Linked DNA regions of Salmo salar: region 2 is linked to region 1. Evidence: chromatin contacts called from public Hi-C data. All regions are on one chromosome and are shown on one strand. The core of a region is the stretch at or near the end of the contact, and the rest is flanking DNA. Distances in the headings are between cores, read along the strand shown. Region 1 has its middle 34 kb from the start of LOC106586736. Region 2 holds the start of coa5 (cytochrome C oxidase assembly factor 5).

Region 1 (4,023 bases), core at 769-3,268:
TCCTTGGTGTCCACATCACCAACAAACTAGAATGGTCCAAACACACCAAGACAGTCATGAAGAGGGCATGACAAAGCCTATTCCCCCTCAGGAAACTACAATATTTGGCATGGGTCCTCAGATCATCAAAAAGGTTCTACAGCTGCAACATCGAGAGCATCCTGACTGGTTGCATCCCTGCCTGGTACGGCAACTGCTCGGCCTCCGACCGCAAGGGACTACAGAGGATAGTGCGTACGGCCCAGTACATCACTGGGGCCAAGCTTCCTGCCATCCAGGACCTCTACACCAGGCGGTGTCAGAGGAAGGCCCTAAAAATTGTCAAAGACACCAGCCACCCTAGTCATAGACTGTTCTCTCTACTACCGCATGGCAAGCGGTACCGGAGTGTATATAGCCTCACTACTGTTATAGCTGTGATACTGTTATTTTGCACTCTCTTTTTACTGTTGTTTCTATTTCTTTACTTACCTATTGTTCACCTAATAGCTTTTTATTTAATTTTTTTTGAAATTGCACTGTTGGTTAGAGCCTGTAAGTAAGCATTTCACTGTAAGGTCTACACCTGTTGTATTCGGCGTACGTGACAAATAAACTTTGATTTGACTATCCCGCAGGTGAATAAGCCGGATGTGGAGGTCCTGGGCTGGCATGGTTACACGTAGTCTGCGGTTGTGAGGCCGGTTGGACATACCGCAAAATTAGCTAAAACGACATGGTTGATTTAACCTTTATTTAAGTAGGCAAGTCAGTTAAGAACAAATTCTTATTGACAATGACGGCCTACACCGGCCAAACCCGGACGACGCTGGACCAACTGCGCGCCGCCCTATGGGACTCCCGATCACGGCCGGTTGTGATACAGCCTGGATTCAAACCAGGTTGTCTGTAATGACGCCTCAAGCACTGAGATGCAGTGCCTTAGACCGCTGCGCCACTCGGGAGCCCTAAAAATGAACTAAACATTACATTATGGCAACAGCTCTGGTGGACATTCTGTCACCTGTCAGGTGGATGGATTATCTTGGCAAAGGAGAAATGCTCACCTACAGGGATGTAAACACATTTGTGCAAAAATAAATTAAGACAAATAAGCTTTTTGTGCATATGGAACATTTCTGGGATCTTTTATATCAGCTCATGAAACCAACACTTTAAATGTTGCATTTATATTTGTGTTCAGTATAATATGAGCACTCTATGGAAAGATGTGACTCCTCTGAGGGTAACCCAGTGCCGGTTTAAAACAAGTCGTTTTGTGGGGGTTAAATATGTATCTCCCAAAAATGATATTTCCTGAGTTTTCTTATCTCCTAGATATAGGACAGACCCTTCAAAACCTTCCTCATGATTTATTTTTTTACTGTCTCTTTTGCCTTTTTTTATTAATGTGTTATTCAATGAGTTTCTATGGGCTATAGTAGTACAGGCCAAATTCAATGTTATCAAATCATTTTTTTAATAAAAAAAATTTATACCTACATGGGTCCTAAAATTCTAAATCAAATAGCATAAAATGATCCATGTATGACCATCTTAAAACAGTTCCATGTGTTAGGGGGGGTTCTACCAAACTAACTCCAGACTCTCCTTTTTTGTCAGCTCTGTTAGATATGATGTACTGTAGCTATCTAACACTACTCTCCTCACTGACTCCAGCCTACTGTACTGAAAATGATTAAAGCAACTAGGTTACTGGGGTCACGCTTGCAGGCCTTGCTGGAGTTGGTTACAGATATAACCAGTCCCTTCTCTAACTAACCCTCCTCCTTGCTTCCTCCCTTCTCGATCTGAACACAAACAATTATTAGTGACCTGCATGGCGAGAACTGGCTGTGGCTGGACCACACTGTACATGTGTGAAACAGGACAACTATAAGTACCCCGTATTTGACCTTTTGATAAACAACAAAATGTAGCTAGCTAACAGAATGAATCATGTGTCGCAGCACCACACTCTGCACAAATCATGTGTGCAGTGGGAACACGTTGCTTACGTCCAAATCCTGTTACGTAATTAACCAACAAGAGGTGCACGAGTGTGCTACAAAGTGTCCACACGCACTCTGCACAGTTCCCATTGTAAACGCGGTAGTCACTTAGTACTCACCTTTTCTCTCTTTTATTGACTTGTCCTGAAAGCAAGCAGCTAAATGTCGCTCTCGCAGGCTTCTAAAACGTCTAGGAGGCAGTGGAGTTATTCCTTATTTATAGTTTAGTGTAACTGTCGTGGTCTTCCAAGTTTGACATCCTCTCGTGGTTCTTGCATTATTTTCGATCACCCTTTTCCGTGTACTCTCCATTTTCAGCAGCCTGGCTGCCTTTTTTCCTCTCTCGCTCTACCTCTCAACTGCCCGGTTTCTCCCGTCCTCCCTGTCAGGTCGGTGAAAGCTGGCTGGGGTTATCGTGCCACCCAGTGGCGAGTCAACAACACTACATTTGACGCAGCGCTGTGAAGGGACAAGTTCCATTTCATTGCCCATTTCCCTTAGCCCTTAAATCCTCGGTCTCCACAGCAGAGAAAAGTGGCGATTACTCAATTTAGACACCGGAGAAGGGGTCTAAAAATGTAAATAGGATTTGGCCAAAGGGATTAGGGACGAGCGGATGTGGTGGGCTACTATCGACCACCCACATATCCTCTCACGCACGCACGTCCTCCTTGAATGGGCTGTGTTTTTACTGTTACTGCATCCAGCCTATTGGTCCCCTAATACATGCACGCACACAGAGAGGGAGAGAGAATTGAATTGAGAGAGCACAAAGCAGAAAATGGTCTGGACTGGTGTGTAAACTGGTAAGACAGTCTGCATTATCTATAGTAGGCCTATATTAGGACTCTGGTGAAGAAAAGACTGGGGTAGACTAGGCCAGTGCGACAAAAAAAAGAGCACTTTTTTTTTGTTCTCTTTTGTCTCGTGCTTTGATGCAGACTGGCCGCTGTGCCACCAGCCAGAGTCCTCAGAAAACCTGGCACGCGCACAGATGTAGGCTACAGCCTGCTGCTATGGTTCCAGACAGCGGATGTTGAGGCTTGCCATGGCAGTCTTCCTATTGGTGGAAAGGGCAGCAGTAATAAGTGATGAAGAATTAGCTTGGGGGGGGTCAGAAAGAAAGAGGCTAGGGAGTCAGTCAGTCAAAGACAGGGAGAGGTGGAGGAGAGGGGGGCAGAATGAGAGCTCTCTCCATGTTGGCTAGGGAGTTAAGAGCAACAGTCTGAGCAGAAATACAGCTAGGCCTATATAACTGGAATACACACACACACACACACATCTACATATGGAAAGTTGAGTGAGACAAATAGAATTTTGGAAATATCTGAGAGATCACTAAGTAGCAATCTATCTGGTTCATCATCAGATAGATAAAACATCAGGAACACCTTCCTAATATCCAGTTTGCCCTCAGAACAGCCTCAATTCGTCAGGGCATGGAGTCTACAAAGTGTTGAAAGCGTTCCACAGGGATGCTGGCCCATGTTGACTCCAATGCTTCCCACAGTTGTGTGAAGTTGGCTGGATGTCATTTGGGTGGTGGACCATGCTTGATACACATGGGAAACTGTTGAGTGTGGAAAAACCCAGCAGTGTTGCAGTTCTTGACACAAACCGGTGTGCCTGGCACCTACTACTATATCCTGTTTAAAAGCACTTACATTTTTTGTCTTGTCCATTCACCCTCTGACTGGCACACATACACAATCCATGTCTCAATTGTCTCAAGGCTTAAAAATCCTTCTTTAACCTGTCTCCTCCCCTTCATCTACACTGATTGAAGTGGATTTAACAAGTTACATCAATAAGGGATCATAGCTTTCACCCGGTCTATGCCTATACCGGTCGTCCATATATTTATATATTCTTATTCCATCCCTTTACTTAGATTTGTGTGTATTAGGTAGTTTTGGAATTGTTAGATCACTTGTTAGATATTGCTGCACTGTCGGAACTAGAAGCACAAGCATTTTGCTACACTCGCATTAACATCTGCTAACCATGTGCATGTGACCAATAAAATGTGATT
Region 2 (4,023 bases), core at 954-3,453, 200 kb before region 1:
GTCCTGTGTGAATTTAAGTATGCTCTCTCTAATTCTCTCTTTTTCTCTCTCCCTCTTTCTCTCGGAGGACCTGAGCCCTAGGACCATGCCTCAGGGCTACCTGGCCTGATGACTCCTTGCTGTCCCCAGTCCACCTGGCCGTGCTGCTGCTGCAGTTTCAACTGTTCTGCCTGCGTCTATGGAACCCTGACCTGTTCACCAGATGTGCTACCTTGTCCCAGACCTGCTGTTTTAAACTCTCTAGAGACAGCAGGAGCAGTAGAGATACTCTGAATGATCGGCTATGAAAAGCCAACTGACATTTACTCCTGAGGTGCTGACCTGTTGCACCCTGTACAACCACTGTGATTATTATTATTTGACCCTGCTGGTCATTTATGAACATTTGAACATCTTGGCCATGTTCTGTTATAATCTCCACCCGGCACAGCCAGAAGAGGACTGGCCACCCCTCGTAGCCTGGTTCCTCTCTAGGTTTCTTCCTAGGTTCCTGCCTTTCTAGGGAGTTTTTCCTAGCCACCGTGCTTCTACACCTGCATTGCTTGCTGTTTGGGGTTTTAGGCTGGGTTTCTGTACAGCACTTTGTGACATCAGCTGATGTAAGAAGGGCTTTATAAATACATTTGATTGATTAACCCTAAATGCAATATAAGTCGCTCTGGATAAGAGAGTATGCTAAATGAATAAAAAAAATTGTATTAGTGTACATAGAAATCTGAACGACCATTTTACCTATATTCATGAAGGAGTTTAAATACAAATATTACATAAGAAATTATATTAAATGTATGTCCCCATTTCTATTAATATTGCTGTCCACTCAGGTCTGTAAGAATGATACCGTGATGTATTTTTACTGTATTGTCAGTAAAAAAGAAAACTGGAATAAAATACATCTAATGTAATTTAAACTCATACCAGCAGTTGTGTGCATTGAAGACTCCATTATGACACAGTTTAAGCACATTTGCAAACACTTAATCTGTTCAATGACACATTTATTACATTTACTGTTCAAAACAGATGCCCAATTTAGCAGTCTGTCAATCATCAGAGCAGCCAAGGGGAGAGCTGACAGTCCTGCTTTAGAGTTCCTTGAAGTTCCCTCATTTCAGAACATGGAAGCAGAAGAGCAGCCCAGCATTCTTCCACACACTTCCAAGTGTCTATGGTTTGAATTGTGGTAGGCCTATTCACAGACTCACTCATCACTTCAGGAGGTAATAAGTCCAACATACCTATTTGAAGAGCATATATTTTCTCCACAGAACCACCTCAAGTGAAGTTAGCATAATAAAATACAACCCCCATTTGGACCCCTTTAAGTTAGTTTTGCTACTATTCACAATTAATCATTTCAGTGCTGCGAGTGCAGAGATTTTCAACTTTGGTCCATCAGTAGCCTTTCCTTCCCCTGAATCTGGACCGGTTATCTAACTGTTGAAATAGAGGGAAAGATCAGAAACAAGTCAGTTCCATAAGTAAGGATTTGCCAAGTGTTGAATAAATGTCATTGATGTCAGAGATGACTGGTGATCTCACCATGGATCTCTTGCACTCGAAGAAAGAGGTCTGCAGTGCTTTACAGTGGCCCTCCTTCAGACACTGACTGGGCATCTTCCCCTCCTGCAGGAATGGACAACATGGAGTTAGTCAAACACGTTTGTACCAAGACTGGTGTTTTGATATGTTATTGATCATTCTCACCGTTTACGTTGACCACACAACACATGCATTAATATCCAGGTGTAGAAAGCGCTGCACTTTTCTTTTTTAATGGAAGTGTGGCTCAACCAACCAACAAGCCATCATTTACAATTTAAGGTAGTCCTACGCTTTGAAATAAGGGATGTTATACAAGTAAAACTGTAAAGCATAATATTAGCTAGCAAACCATAACCTCAGATGAAAGGGGATATCCTTTTCCATAACGTTACCTTTACAACGCAGTCGTTTTGAAGGAGACATGCCTTGAAGTCCTCCCTGATTCCTGAGCATGCCCTGCCATCCTCCTCTTTGTCCTCGTAGAATTTAGGCATTGTGCTGCACTTACATTTACGACAATTACGCAAGAAATTTAGATTTAAAGAATATATTTAACTACAGTATGTTACATGAACGTTGTAATGCAAGCCACCATATTTGATTCGCAAAGTATCCTGGGAATACAAAAGTTGAACTATATGCATGCTGGGAGTGTTTGTAGTTTTTGTACGTTTCAGCGAAATTAGGAGATTTTTAACATGTACTTTTTCAAGTATACCGCTAGGTGCCACTCAAAGCTTATCTCTCAGCACAACATCAAAAGAAGCACGACGGCAAGGATGTTTCCATAGATCCTACAGCAACTCCAACATGTTGATGCCATCTCTTGATTTATTTTGAACCCAGCTGGTTGGCTCTATAGGAATGTGTGGCTGATGGAAATGAGGCGTTCTCCCATCAGACAGTGAATTATGTGAAATAATGAAACCAAGGCAGAAAACAGATGGGTGTGAATTGTATCAACAATTATGATTTATTTCAACGATGTCCATGTAAATCCATGTCAAAATCATCAGAGGCAGATATACTAACGTAGTGATGAAGGCACATGACCTGATGGGGAGAACAGAGAAGGTGGAAGCAGGCAGGGGTGGGGTGAGCCTGACTGTCTTAATAGTCTTGCTGTCTCTTATCTTTCATCTACCTCTAGGGTCTAGGCAAGCGACTCAATAATAGGCTAACCTCCATATTGCTTTTCTATACAATCTTAGATAAGCGTGGATGAAGGGCACAAAAAAAGGATGGAAGTAACCCCCATTAAACTAGTGAGAAACACAGTTTGTGTTCCCCTCTGCTCAAGCCGTCCTCCACCTTAAGAGGTTAATTCAGGAGGTTGCAAATCCTTCGCTAGAGCGTTGCAGATAGAAATGTAATGTATAGATCTGGCACGATTCCCATTTCTACACAGAGAATCATATCGGATCTACAGAATAGATTTCTATCTGAAGGTTCTAATCCGTTGCACTCTTTAAATAAAGGCCCAGGTGTGAGCGAGAGGGTCTGGTTTGACCAGGGGGCTCAGGGGAGGGGCCAGCTCCATTCAAAAAGTTGACCAATCAATCAATCACACAATAAATAAAGGACATTTACAGACAAGCAAACTTGGTACAAAGTGGCCTGCTTTCGAAAGTGTTGCCCAAATCCACCCCTAGTCTTTATCCTACCTAGGAGTTTTTATTTAAAGGATTGGGTAGGCACCAGCTTGCCCTCTGATAGTGTAGCTGGGATTTGTTCCTTATACTGTAGTTGTCCAACCCTACTAGATCAACATTAAGTGCTGTGATGTAGGGGCCGATTTAGAATTGGACATGCATGCACACACATCTTTGACATTTAAAATAGCACTCCCAATCAAACCGATCACAATCTTCTCTCACGTGGATGGACTTTTGATCAAAAACTAAATCTTCATAAAATCTCTTATTGTATAAACATTTCTCATGAAAAAAAAAAACATTTTGACCTATCCTGAACCTATGCATCAAAGAGCAATGCAAATTGCTTTTCTGTATAGCTACAATCAGAGTAGACAAGATGCTCCCCCAGGGGAGCGTGGCTGTCAGCATTACAGGAGGTTAATGTCACCTGAATTGGGGAGGACGGGCTCGTGGTAACGGCTGAAACGGAATTAGTGGAATGGCATCAAACATGGTTTCTAGCTGTTTGATACCATTCCATTTGCTCTGTTCCAGACATTATTGTGAGCCGTCCTCCCCTCAGCAGCCTCCACTGGTATGCATGCATCCGTCTGCAACTAGATGGCACATAGAATAAATGCAACATCCTGTCTAACCACTGCCAGCAGTCTCCAATTGAATGATTGGACAGAATCAGACATCACATGGGGTAGAACTCACTGATGATGTCAGAAGTGTAAAATGACATAACCAACGGGAGATGGTAAATGAAAGCCCAGCAAAAAAAAGAAAGAAAAAGAATGGAACATTCAAAACTGTAAGTTGAAAACTCAGTGCAACG

What was found. A called contact is a pair of places that touch in the nucleus more often than the background predicts.
Region 2: a Hi-C map of muscle shows a contact between it and region 1, with 5 times the contacts expected there. The contact joins the promoter of coa5 here to the enhancer-like site in region 1. A contact is called at or near these places in 2 of 3 Hi-C or Micro-C datasets (gill and muscle).

What each region holds. Positions count from the first base shown.
Region 1 is chrssa25:39,286,281-39,290,303 of Ssal_v3.1, reverse strand. No RefSeq gene overlaps it. Among protein-coding and RNA genes, the nearest start is that of LOC106586736, 34 kb to the right of the region's middle. Within about 2 kb of position 2,018, at least 2 of the 13 cell types and tissues checked have an H3K27ac peak or open chromatin away from gene starts, as enhancers often do. A contact at or near this core is called in muscle, where this site is marked.
Region 2 is chrssa25:39,490,498-39,494,520 of Ssal_v3.1, reverse strand. It overlaps coa5 (cytochrome C oxidase assembly factor 5), which reads right to left and starts at 2,203. Exons shown (of 3, transcript XM_014174318.2): 1 at 1,938-2,203; 2 at 1,543-1,626; 3 at 982-1,437. The coding sequence starts at 2,039. The coding sequence ends at 1,396. LOC106586781 (alpha-1,3-mannosyl-glycoprotein 4-beta-N-acetylglucosaminyltransferase A) reads right to left here. Exons shown (of 17, transcript XM_014174400.2): 17 at 2,490-4,023.